Linked DNA regions of Mus musculus: region 2 is linked to region 1. A link is a contact called in public Micro-C data. All regions are on one chromosome and are shown on one strand. The core of a region is the stretch at or near the end of the contact, and the rest is flanking DNA. Distances in the headings are between cores, read along the strand shown. Region 1 holds the start of Ubxn7 (UBX domain protein 7). Region 2 has its middle 17 kb from the start of Zdhhc19.

Region 1 (5,762 bases), core at 1,897-4,396:
CTTTGTAGACCAGGCTGGCCTAGAACTCAGAAAATCGCCTGCTCTGCCTCCCAAGTGCTGGGATTAAAGTCATGTGCCACCACAGGTGAGATGTCGTTTTTGAGATAGGGTCTGACAGTTTAGCAAACTGATGTGGCCTTGAACTCAGAAATCTGCCTGACTCTGCCTCCCAAGGGCTGGGATTAAAGGGGTGCGCCACCATCACCCGGCAGCCCCCATTTTCTAGTCTACATTAATCCTTATTTTTTGGGTGCTAGGTTACCTTTTATCTATTTTTTGGTTTTTGGTTGGTTGGTTTTCTTAAGGGTCTTATGCAGCCCAGTCTGCCCTTGAACTCATTATACAATGGAGGGCAGCCATGAACAAGTACTGAAATTACAAGTATGTGCCACTGTGGTGCTTAGCATTTTGTCTAAGATCCATCCTACAAGGGCCAGGTATGCTTGACTCACTATAAAAGGGGCTGCTCGCCCCTCTGACCCTCTGCCCTCTTGCCTTCTTGCTCTCCCTCTGTCCTCTGATCTACCTCTTCTCGTTCTCCTTGCCCCCCGCCCCCACCTTCTCCATGTGCTCATGGCTGCCCTCTCTACTACTCTTCTCCTCCTCCTCTCTCTCCCCCTCCCTCTCCCTCTCTCTGTCTCTACTACCCTCTCAACTCCCCTCCCCATGCCCTGAATAAACTCTATTCTATACTATACTGGCTTGTCCCCCAGGGTGAAGGGATGCCTCAACCTGGGTCCACGGAGGCACCCCCTTCCCCACACCTGACGACACCTCCACCAAACATCCCTTATCGTTTTATAAACACAATAGTGTTTGCCTTTCATTTTTTTACCTGCTCTATCTTTTTACCTCTTGAATTATTATGACTATATGTGTAAATTTTGTATATATGTAACTAGACACCACAAAACATCACTCTGAAGGATTTTTTTTCTTCTGTACATTTGCAGAAATCATTACCTACAGGGAACTTCAATCTGATCCAGCAACACAGAGGACTAGGCCAAAAACAAGATGTATAGACTAAACTGGCAAACAAATTAGTATTAAATTTATTTCAAGGCATTTTGGGTCCTGAGTATATATTTTGAAAATGTTGCATAAGAAATAATGTGAGAGCTGGGCATGGTGGCACGCCTTAATCCCAGCACTCGGGAGGCAGAGGCAGGCAGATTTCTGAGTTTGAGGCCAGCCTGGATTTCAAAGTGAGTTCCAGGACAGCCAGGGCTATACAGAGAAACCCTGTCTCAAAAAAACCAAAAAAGAAAAAAGAAAAGAAAAGAAAAAAAAAAAAAAGAAGAAGAAGAAGAAATAATGTGAGATTAAAACAATTGAGTTTCCAATTCACAGATGAAAATAAAGTAATAGTAACTTGCCCAAAAATCCTAAGGTTAAATAGTAAGACCTTAAACTATATTTATAAAATCCAAAGAAAGATTAATATTTCTCTGTGTGACTCACTAGATTTTTTTTTTTTTTTTAGGCAAGCAATGTAGCAGTATTAACTTGTATACACAGAAATCTAGTTTCTTTCCATAATGTTGGTTTGGTAAGGCACTGGGAAATCCACATGTTATTATAAATAAAATAACCCCACCACAAAGCTTAACAACATTTCAGTTATCTTACTTTTCACCTCAATTTTATTACAAATCTTGTTTTACCAGCTTTGACATATTTCATGTGACAAGACAGAAAACAACGCATCAGCCACTTAATTATCGTTGCCGAACAAAAAATAAAACTAGCTTCAATTATAAAACTGCAAATAGCATGTATTGGTTAAAATAAAGATCTTACACGTCAGACTCAAGAACACAAACTAGAAAAAAAGAACACAAACTAGAAATATTCTCCGCATCAAACAAATTATTATCAAAGAAAGGATAGTCCTGTTGAGAGGGGGAACTAACTTTCTGACCTCTTTTCAAAATGACAAACTAGAACAGCAAAATCACACTCAGGCACATGGAGTACTGTTCTCTCAAATCACTCCACAGAGAACTTCATCATTTGCTCCGCCCTCTAATAACTCATGCAAAAAAAGTTCAGCACCATCGGAGAGAAACAAGACATAGCGCATTCACAGAATGGCTTAAAGTCTTTCCTCCCGGCGGGTAAGAGAACCTGCGTTTGCCCTTCGTCGGGGTCCGAAGGGAAAGAGAAACCTAGGCCTAAGGTTTCACGGATACTGACACCTAGAAACAGATTTCTCTGCAAGAAGTTTCTGCCGCCATCCCCATTTTATCAGCAAAGACTCGGGCGCCATCGTCTCGATGTTTGGTTTTATTATGAGGAGGTGGGAAAGGCCACCCAGGATTACTTTAGGCCTCACACACACACTAAGCTCAGGGTTCCCCCCCCCCCTATTCCTATGTGAAACCCTCGGTCCCTAAGGTGCCCCTCCGCACCCCTTGTTCCCGGCGGCAAGTCCCCCGGGATGTGTGAAGGCGCAGCAGAACCCACCCGCCTCACCGTTAAAGCGAGACGGCCCTCACACGGCAGGGCCACCGCCAAGGCTCCGGGGGGGCCCAGCGAGGGGAAGGGTAGGCCGGGGCCGAGGGACAGGGACGATGACCTGGCCGGGAAGAGAGGATGGCATGGGGGGAACGGACTGCACCGCCTGGTCCGCGGGCAGCACGATACCGAGAGGAGGTGATGAGGGAGGAAGAGGGCGGTGGCCCGGGTGCGGCCCCCTACTCCTCCGGCCCGCAGGTCCCGGGCCCCTGGCACCGCGGGCTCGGCCCATCCCCTGTACTGGACCGGCTGGGGGCGTGGGGGGCCTGTCTGGGAATAAGGGGAGACCGAATCCAGGGACTGAGGGGCACGCGCGGGGTGGGGGCGGGGGAAACCTGCCTCCCGCCTGAACCGCAGACCCCGGCCGCCGCCGCCGTCGTCGCCTGTGCCTCAGGAGAGGGCAGGAGCTGAGGGGAGAGCCCGAGTGAGGAATGCACCAAGGTGAGGCGAAGCCCGGGACAGCCCCGACAGCCTCCCCGTAGCCGACTCTTCACCTTCCCGTAACCGCGTCTCTTACCGGTGATGGCGGTGAACTGCTGGATTAACCCCTTCAGCGCCGACGACGCCGCGGAGCCCCCGTGGGCAGCCATCTTACCGCCGCCGCCGCCGCCGCGGAACAACAACACAGACACACACGGGGCTCCCTCCCCCACTCCGCGGCGTGCTGTGCGCAGGCGCACTGGCAGGCCCGAAGCTCCGCCCTCTCCCTGTCTGTGCGCGTTTTGCGCAGGCGTACTCTCCGCGAGCCGCCGCTTTGGTTTGAAGCCTGTGCTGCTGGCTGGTAGCTATTCTTTGAAACATTTGGTGCCTTCTCTGAATTCCGGAGATATCCTCCTAAGTACCGCATTGAATCCCAACATCCCAAAGAATCTTCAGACCTGAAATACCAAACTCTTGATGAAACGCTCAGGGTTTCACATAAAGTAGGTATTTTGTTTGGTTTTATGTGACGTTTCTTAAATTCTAAAGTGTAAGTTAATAGCTTAGTAAAAAATGAACCAGTCTATAGTAGACTTTAGTAAATGATTGTTCGCTCTGTTTTTCTTCAACAAATGTCTCAGTATATCTCCCCCCAGGCTCATTCTTACTTTCTAAAGATATTAAATCGGGAGGTTTTTTGGGGGGGGAGTTGTTTTTTATCCTTAAACAAAGATATATGCAGATACAGTAAATAAAATAAAGAGAACACTGGAAAGTGGTCCTGAAAACACCGATAATAGTTACAACTAAAAAAGAACTTGATGAGCCGGGCAGTGGTGGCACATTCCTTTAATCCCAGCACTTGGGAGACTGAGGCAGGCGGATTTCTGAGTTTGAGGCCAGCTTGGTCTACAGAATGACAAGGACAGCCAGGGCTACACAGAAAAACTCTGTCTCGAAAAAAAAACATGATGAAAGGGGCATTAGGAGGGCTGATGAGATGACTCGGCAGTTGAGAGCACTGACTGCTCTTCCCAAGGTCCTCAGTTCAAATCCCAGCAACTACATGGTGGCTCACAACCATCCGTAATGAGGTCTGATGCCCTTTTCTAGAATGTCTGAAGACAGCTACAGTGTACTTACATTTAAATAAATAAATCTTTAAAAAAACAAAAGAAAGAAAAAAGAAAGGGGCATTTAGCTTAGTTTTCATACTTTATTTTTAAATAAGGTAATAGTGTGTAACTTGCACAATTCTAAATACTTATTGCATTGCTGGTGTGTCAACTTGACACAAGCTAGAGTCGTGAGAGAAAAAGGAGCCTCAGGGGAGGAAAAGCCTCCATGAGATCCAGCTGTATTTTCTCAGTGAGTGACCAGTGAAAGTGGGCCCGCCTATGGGCGGTGCCATGCCTGGACTGGTGGTCCCTGCTTTTATAAGCAAGCAGGCTAGCACACCATGGGAAGCAAACCAGTTAACAGCACCCCTCCATGGCCTCTACCTCAGCTCCTGCCTCCAGGTTCCTGCCCTGTTTTTTCAGTGGTTAACAGCAATGTAGAAGTATAAGCCAAATAAACCCTTTCCTCCCCAACTTGCTTTATGGCCAAGGTGTTTCATGACAACAATAGAAATCCTGACCAATTTCAGTTATTTAGGATAGTTTTTATTTATACTTTGATGGTTTCATATATGTTTATCGGGTATCTTGATCATATCCACCTCTACCTCCTTACTCATTTTCCCCTGGACATTCTTACACATCCCTCCCACTTTCACGTGCCCCCACCCCCACATCAACTCCATTGAGCCTAATCCATGAATGCTACCTCCTGGATGGCTGCCTCTTACCAGCTTGATCTTGGGTGGGTAACCGTAACTGCAGTGAGTTCTTGAGTGTAGCAGCCTTGCCATGTCCTAGAGACAGCCCCTCTCCCATCCTCCGACTCTTATGTTCTCTCTGCCCTCTCCTTGTCTTTCCCTGAGCCTTGATGAGGTTAACATAGATGCCACAGTTAGGGCTGAGCACTCAATAGTCACTTTCAGTTCTTGACCAGTTTCTTTTTTTTTTTCTTTCTTTCTTTCTTTCTTTTTTTTTTTTTTTTTTTTTGAGATAGGGTTTCTCTGTGTAGCCCTGGCTGTCCTGGAACTCACTCTGTAGACCAGGGTGGCCTCGAACTCAGAAATCCGCCTGCCTCTGCCTCCCTGGTGCTGGGATTAAAGGCGTGCGCCACTACACGGCTCGCTTGACCAGTTTCAAGTGTTTGTATTCATCACTGGTTAGGCCACCACCGTGGAAAGAAAGCTTCTCTGGCCAAGGCTGAGGGCAGAACTTATTAATGTACATAGATAAGTATTTAGAAGGGAGTTTGAAAGTATATCTAGGCTGGTCGGTGGCAGCTAGTGTTTAATCCCAGTGCTCAGGAGGAAGGAGCAGTTGCATCTCTATGAGTTCGAGGCCAGCCTGCTCTACACAGTGAGTTCCAGGACAGCCAGGGCTACACAGAGAAACTCTTGTCTGGAAAAAAAGAAAGAAAATATGTTCATTTAGCAAAACGACAGTAGTCGATTCCCCAATAAGCCCTATATGACTTCCTAAGTTTTTGACCAAGTTTACATTACATACTTTCCTCCCCATGAAGCAAGCCTCTAGTCAGAAATCAAGTGGTTTCCCCCATGACCTTCATACCAGTAATGCCCCAGTGGATATCTCGCCTGGCAGATCCGTTTTATAGCACTCAGGGCTCCTTGCTGGATAACACCACTAATTGTGTGTGGATCCTGAAGCCCACCCTCCACACTCAGCATACACAGCACCTTCCCA
Region 2 (5,762 bases), core at 1,975-4,474, 180 kb before region 1:
AGGGACCTGCGACACACATGCCGCTGTGTCCTGCCATTATACAAGCCTATTTGGTCCCCTCCTTTCCCTATTGAAGCTTCAGGGCTGGAGTGGCTGTCCAGGCAACCGCTCTGCCTGAAGCCTCTTTGTTCCTGAGGTTGCAGCTGCCTGGCAGTGTAGGCGGTGTAAGCAGCTTTTCGTGATTCAGACCCAGGCAAAGAGAAAAAAAAAAAAATCTAATTTGAGATCAGAGCCCACAGCTGAGGGGGAGGGAGTGTGGGGGCTGCTTCCTCCCGGGTTGGGAGAGGGGCCCAGGCTGTGTTGAGGGCTTAGGTGGCTGGGCCTGCACAGGGGTGGGCAGCAACAGCTGTGCCAATAAAACTGCCCATAAGCATCTGGTCCCGATTATTTTCAGGTAATATCTGAGCTGTTCTGTGTGTGGAAGAAGAACATTTTTCATAGTCACCCGGCAAGGCAGAGGGAAAGCTAGCCTGAAAATCAGGTGTCCTGACACCCCCTGACCACAGCTAGAATCAATCCCCTTACATAGGAAACTCCTGACACCATATTTGATCAATTTGCTTCCAGTTTTTAAAATAATTTTATTTACTTATTTAGTGTACATCCGTGATCTTCCTACTTTTGTGAGAGAGGGTGTCAGATCGCCTGGAACTGGAGTTACAGTTGTGTGCTGCCATGTGGGTGCTGAGAATTGAACCTGGTCCTTCGGAAGAGCAGCCAGTGCTCTTAACTGCTGAGCCATCTCTCCAGTCCCCTCCAGTCTTCTAAAAATCAGCATGTAATTTTTTTTTTTTACTTAAAAGGTTTATTTTTTTTTTTATGTATATGGCTATCTGTCTGTGTATGTGTGTGTGTGTATTTATGTGTGCACCACAGGTGTGCCTGGTGCCTGCAGAGATCAGAAGAGGCCACCTGACCTCTGGAAACTGGAGTTATAGATGGTTATGAGCCAACATGTAAGTGCTGGGACCAAACCTAGGTCCCCTGCTAGAGCAGCCGGGTGCTCTTAACCACCGAGCCTTCTCTGTGGCCCCTACACACGTAACTTCATAATAGCATTTGATCATACTATAAATAAGTGCATTCTTTTTTAAAACTTCCCTTTGTCCTTGTCTCCTGGACACACCATGGCCGCTCAGTGTTTGCTGCGTGAATGAGAAATGGACTCTTCTTCCCACTGTTCGGTTCAGGCCCCAGGTTGTTTTGTTTTTAACATCTTTACTTGAGGAGACAATATACTTGTTACTATTTAGTGTGTGCGTGTGTGTGTGTGTGTGTGTGTGTGTGTGTGAAATGGAGTGTGTATTAGTGTGAGTGTGTCTTCATGGTATATGTGTGGTGTGTCTATGTAGCATGTTTGTATGAGTATGTGTGGGTCTGTGTGGTATGTATGTAAGTGTGTGTGTGTCTATGTGATATGTGTGTGGTGTGTGTGTGTGTTCTGTGTGGAGTGTGTACATGTGTGTGTTCTGTGTGTGTGTATGTATGTGTGACTTGTGTGTATATGTTGTGTGTGTATTTGTGTGGTGTGTGTGAGCATTTATATGTGTATGTGTCTGTGTGATTTGTGTGTGTATGGTATATGTGTCTGGTGTGTGTATGTGTCTGTGTGATTTGTGTATATGTGGTATATATGTGAATGTGTCTCAGTGAGTGTGTCTGTGTACATGAGTGTATGTCTCTATGTGTGTCTGTTTGTGTGTGTCTGTATGTGTGTTTGTGCGTGAGTATGTGTATGTGTCTGTGTGATTGGTGTGTGTGTGTGGTGTGTGTGTATGTGTCTGTGTGATTTGTGTGTGTGTATGTGTCTGTGTGACTTGTGTGTGTGTGGTATATGTGTGAATGTGTCTCTGTGTGTGTCTCTGTGTATGAGTATACGTCTGTTTGTGTGTGCCTGTGTGTGTGGTATATGTGTGAATGTGTGTGTGTGAGTGTATGTCTGTGTGTGTGCCAGTGCACATGTGCCACAGAGCACTCACAGGACAACTTTGGGGAGTTGGTTCTCTCTCTGCCTTGTTGAGTCAGAGTCTCTCATTTCTTCTCTGTGCTGCCTGCTCCACACTAGCTGCTGAAAGCTTCTGGGAACTTCTTCTCTCCGCCTCGATCTCATGGCAGGAGGGGGTGCTGGGGTTACAGCCGCACTCTACCTCATGTGGGGTTTTAGTTGTTTCCCAGTGTGGCTCCCAGGAACAGAACCCAGGCCATTCGGCTTGCTATGTCCTCTTCCAGCAATAAGGCTGTAGATGGCTTCCCCCCCTCCCAGTGCCTCTTCTCTCAGGACTACCTGTCCCTCTGGTCCTGACTCCTGCCCCTCTATCAGGGGACCTGAGACAGGAAAGGCTGGCTGAGACCCGTCCTTTGGGACCGGCTTCTCAGTGACTGTTCCTGAATCTGGGCTAACCCTGGGCTTCTGCTCATCTTGTGCACCATCTCTATCAGGTTCACTCTGACATAGAGAACTAAATCGCAGAGCCTGCCACAGTGGAGAGTCCTCTGGGTTAAAGACCAGTGAAGTGATGGAGACCCTCAGGTGCCTCATGATGGGACTTTAGGTCTAGTGATCAGTAGTGAGGCAGAGCACTGAGTCAGAAGTCATTGTGTGTCTGACCCCAGAGGTCAAGGGAAAGACTTTCCAGGAAAAGGGTGTGGTCAGCCATGCCATTACAGCTGGGGATCAAAGAAAAGTGACTTCAAACCAAACCAAACAAAACCTGGGCAGGGGCTGAGACTCAGTGGTAGTGAGCGCCTAGGATGCACACGGCCAAGAGTTTGATCTTCAGCACGGCAGACGAAAACAAAAACAGACTAAAGTAGAAAAAGCAAGTTCCAATCAGGTCTCAGGCCCCATCGGTACATCGGCTATGTGAGTGAACTTGGAAGGGTGTGGACCTTCCAACCAAGCTCCAGGCAGGAGTAGGTCCCAGAGACCCCAGTGAGCAGAAACAGGGTGGGGTGAAGATCAAACAAACTGCTGCTTTAAAGCCACCTGAATGTTTTAGGAATGTCTGGATTTGGGCTTCTCTTTCCTGTAGCAGGATATTTAAAGAAAACAGACCTGAAAGGCTTCGGTTCCAAAGCAAAGAGGCCTCTGTGTGCTTCCTCCTGGCCTCTGCTTTGGAAAAGGTTTCTTTCCTCTTTGCTCTGCATTGTGCCCAGGGCAGCAGAACCCGTTCTCCGAGCCAGGCCAACAGCCCAAGTCTCTGGATAGTCAGAGTGAACTGGGCACAGACCCACCTCACAGCCTGACAGACACTTTCACCCCAGAGGCCTCACAGCAGGGGCTTGGGAGGCTCCAGACTGTACTGCCAGATGGCAGCCAAAGGGCCCAGCCCTGGTCCCCAAGGGGCTCACTCCTGTCCCCTAAGACCAGGCCTAGCTCCTTCCCCTGGAAGATAACTTGGAGAAAGGGAAGGGAGCTAAAAAGGTCACCACAGAAAGGTGATCTAAGCTTAGTGCCTGGGAGTTAATGAGGTGGCCTACAGCCTTGGCTGCTTCCAAGTCATCTCAATCCAGAGTACGAAAGGGCAAAGGGAGGAGGAGGGGAGAGAGAGAGAGACAGAGAGAGAGACAGAGAGAGAGACAGAGAGAGAGACAGAGACAGAAGAAAACATAAGAGAATAGGAACCTGGCCTAGTGGCCCAGATCTTTAATCCTACCTACTTGAGAGGCTGAGACAGGAGGATTGTAAATTCAAGATCTGTCTGGGCTAAAGAGCAAGTTTCAAGGCTAGAACCTGTCTATAATGTCAATACAAATGGTGAAAAGGACAGTACCTTTGTATATCCCGTGTGAAACTGTGAGCTCATTGAGGTGGGGTGGAAGGATCCTTCACAGGGCGAGGACACTAGACTAAGTAGACTAAGATTGTACCACTGTCACCTTGGCAACCATCCCACCTTCATTCCTGTCAGACAGTCTACACCTTGTAGAGACTCATCCAACACTGAATTCAAGACCAGACATTGGCTCCACTTGCCTGTTAGCAGGCAAGGAAGGGTGACTTTGAGAGGCTGGGATATGTTCAGGACACGCTGTAGGAAGCAGAGAACCTGCTCCACCCAGCATCTTCAGAGGCCCGCTCCACTCCTGCACAGCATCTCCGGAGACCCGCCCTTGCTGTTTGCATAGCATCTTGCTGCACTGGCCAGGAAGGGGCCAGCAGGAAGGCATCTCTCCATTTTTGCCCAAGGCTTGTGAAGAAAGATCTAGAAACTAATGGTTTGCGGATGTTCCCAGTGCAGTTTTCTCTGCCCAGAGTCAGTGCCCTTCTTTGAGCTCCTGATCTCCATTGCTGCTAGGGATGGCTGAGTTCTAGCATGACTCGAGTTCAGGCAAGGGATCCTAATGGGCCACTGAGGCATCGAGGTCAGGCCAGAATCGTGTTCACTGAGCCAGAGTCCTAGGTGTGAGAGACCTGGAGGCATAAGCCTGAGTCCATCTGCCTGCAGGCTCTAGCAGGAGGGTCACAGGTTCACTGCCCAGCTGGGCTTTGGAAAGAGTTCAAGTCCAGCCTGAGTAACTCTGATGAGACCTGGTCTCAAATTTTTAAATGGTACCTTAGTGATGGGTGCTTGCCCTGAATACATGGAAATCTTGGTTTGAGCTCCAACAGTTAAACATTTAAGGAGGAATCCCAGGCCAGGCCAGGAGGAGTCCTGCAGGTCTGGGGACTGTCAGAGCCACATCCACAAAGGTACTAGCAGTGCCTCATGTGCTGGCTTGAGGATTAAATGAGCTAATGCAAGCAAAGTCTTTAACCCAGTGCCTGGCACACAGAACAGCACCGTGAGTATAGCTCCTGAGGTCAGCATTGGGATCCTGCTGGCTGAGGTCAAGCAGCTAAGTCCTTAGGCCCTTCCTGGTTTACAGGCCAAGACCTGGTCCAGCTTTCTTAGCACAGGGCATGGAAAAGGGCACAAGGCAGACGACACCTGGAGACTGCCAAGGCTAGCCTTTCCTGAGCTGTACCGACTCCAAGGGAAACCCTCCCTGAAGCCCTCATCCTCTGTTTCCTTCTCCCTGAGGAACAAGGGAGGTGGTTAGATGGCCCATAGGGTCCCCACCCTCACCAATTTGGAATCTCTCATTCCCATAGCAAAATAAAACTGCCCCAGTCAGAAAGCAGTTAGCAACGGCTGGCCTGCAGAAGCCCCCCCCTCCCCCCAGGCAGAAAGAAGCAGACAAAGGCTCCCTGTACAGAGTCTGCCTTCAGCCCTCCTGTGCTGCACCAGATCCTACAGCTTCCACGAATCACAATTATACCTTCTTACTTGAAAGTCCTTCATTGACTTTGAGTTCCTGGAAGTTTTCATCCAGGAAAAGCAGGGGCGGGGCGGGGCGGGGCGGGGTGGGGGTGAGGGTGGGAGTAGTCAAAGGGATGGAGAACTGAAGAGCAGCTTGTGGAAGAATGGGACAGGAAAGAGGACGGAAGGAAGAGGAAAGAAAAGGAAGGGAGAGGGAGTAGAGAGGAGAGCGGAGAGGTGAGAGGAGGTGAGGCTGAAGATGGAGGCCGGGGCACAGAGAAACAGGAGCCAGGAATAACAAGTGGTGTTTGACTTCCTTCAGCCTGAGGTGTCATGAACACAAGCTGAAGCTGATTGCTTAACTGAAGTGCACAGCCATGGCCCCAAGGCCACGATACTGCTCGGCAGGGGAGTCCCAGCTTTTACAACCGAGTCTACACACACTCCTTTGGCTGGGAGACACCCCACCGGTTGATTTTCTGTAAAACAAACTTCCCCTTGAAACAGCACCTTTCCCCC

Evidence for each region. A called contact is a pair of places that touch in the nucleus more often than the background predicts.
Region 2: a Micro-C map of embryonic stem cells shows a contact between it and region 1, with 2.9 times the contacts expected there. The contact joins the enhancer-like site here to the promoter of Ubxn7 in region 1. A contact is called at or near these places in 3 of 39 promoter capture datasets (hippocampal neurons, liver and pre-B cells), 1 of 15 datasets of contacts at CTCF or cohesin (the NIH/3T3 cell line), 1 of 484 Hi-C or Micro-C datasets (embryonic stem cells), 2 of 115 datasets of contacts at active chromatin or transcription factors (embryonic stem cells and memory CD8 T cells) and 3 of 9 other capture datasets (adipose tissue, liver and pancreatic islet).

The regions. Positions count from the first base shown.
Region 1 is chr16:32,329,636-32,335,397 of GRCm38.p6, reverse strand. Ubxn7 (UBX domain protein 7) reads right to left here and starts at 3,146. Exons shown (of 11, transcript NM_177633.4): 1 at 3,038-3,146. The coding sequence starts at 3,110.
Region 2 is chr16:32,510,608-32,516,369 of GRCm38.p6, reverse strand. No RefSeq gene overlaps it. Among named protein-coding and RNA genes, the nearest start is that of Zdhhc19, 17 kb to the right of the region's middle. Within about 2 kb of position 3,224, at least 26 of the 459 cell types and tissues checked have an H3K27ac peak or open chromatin away from gene starts, as enhancers often do. A contact at or near this core is called in adipose tissue and embryonic stem cells, where this site is marked.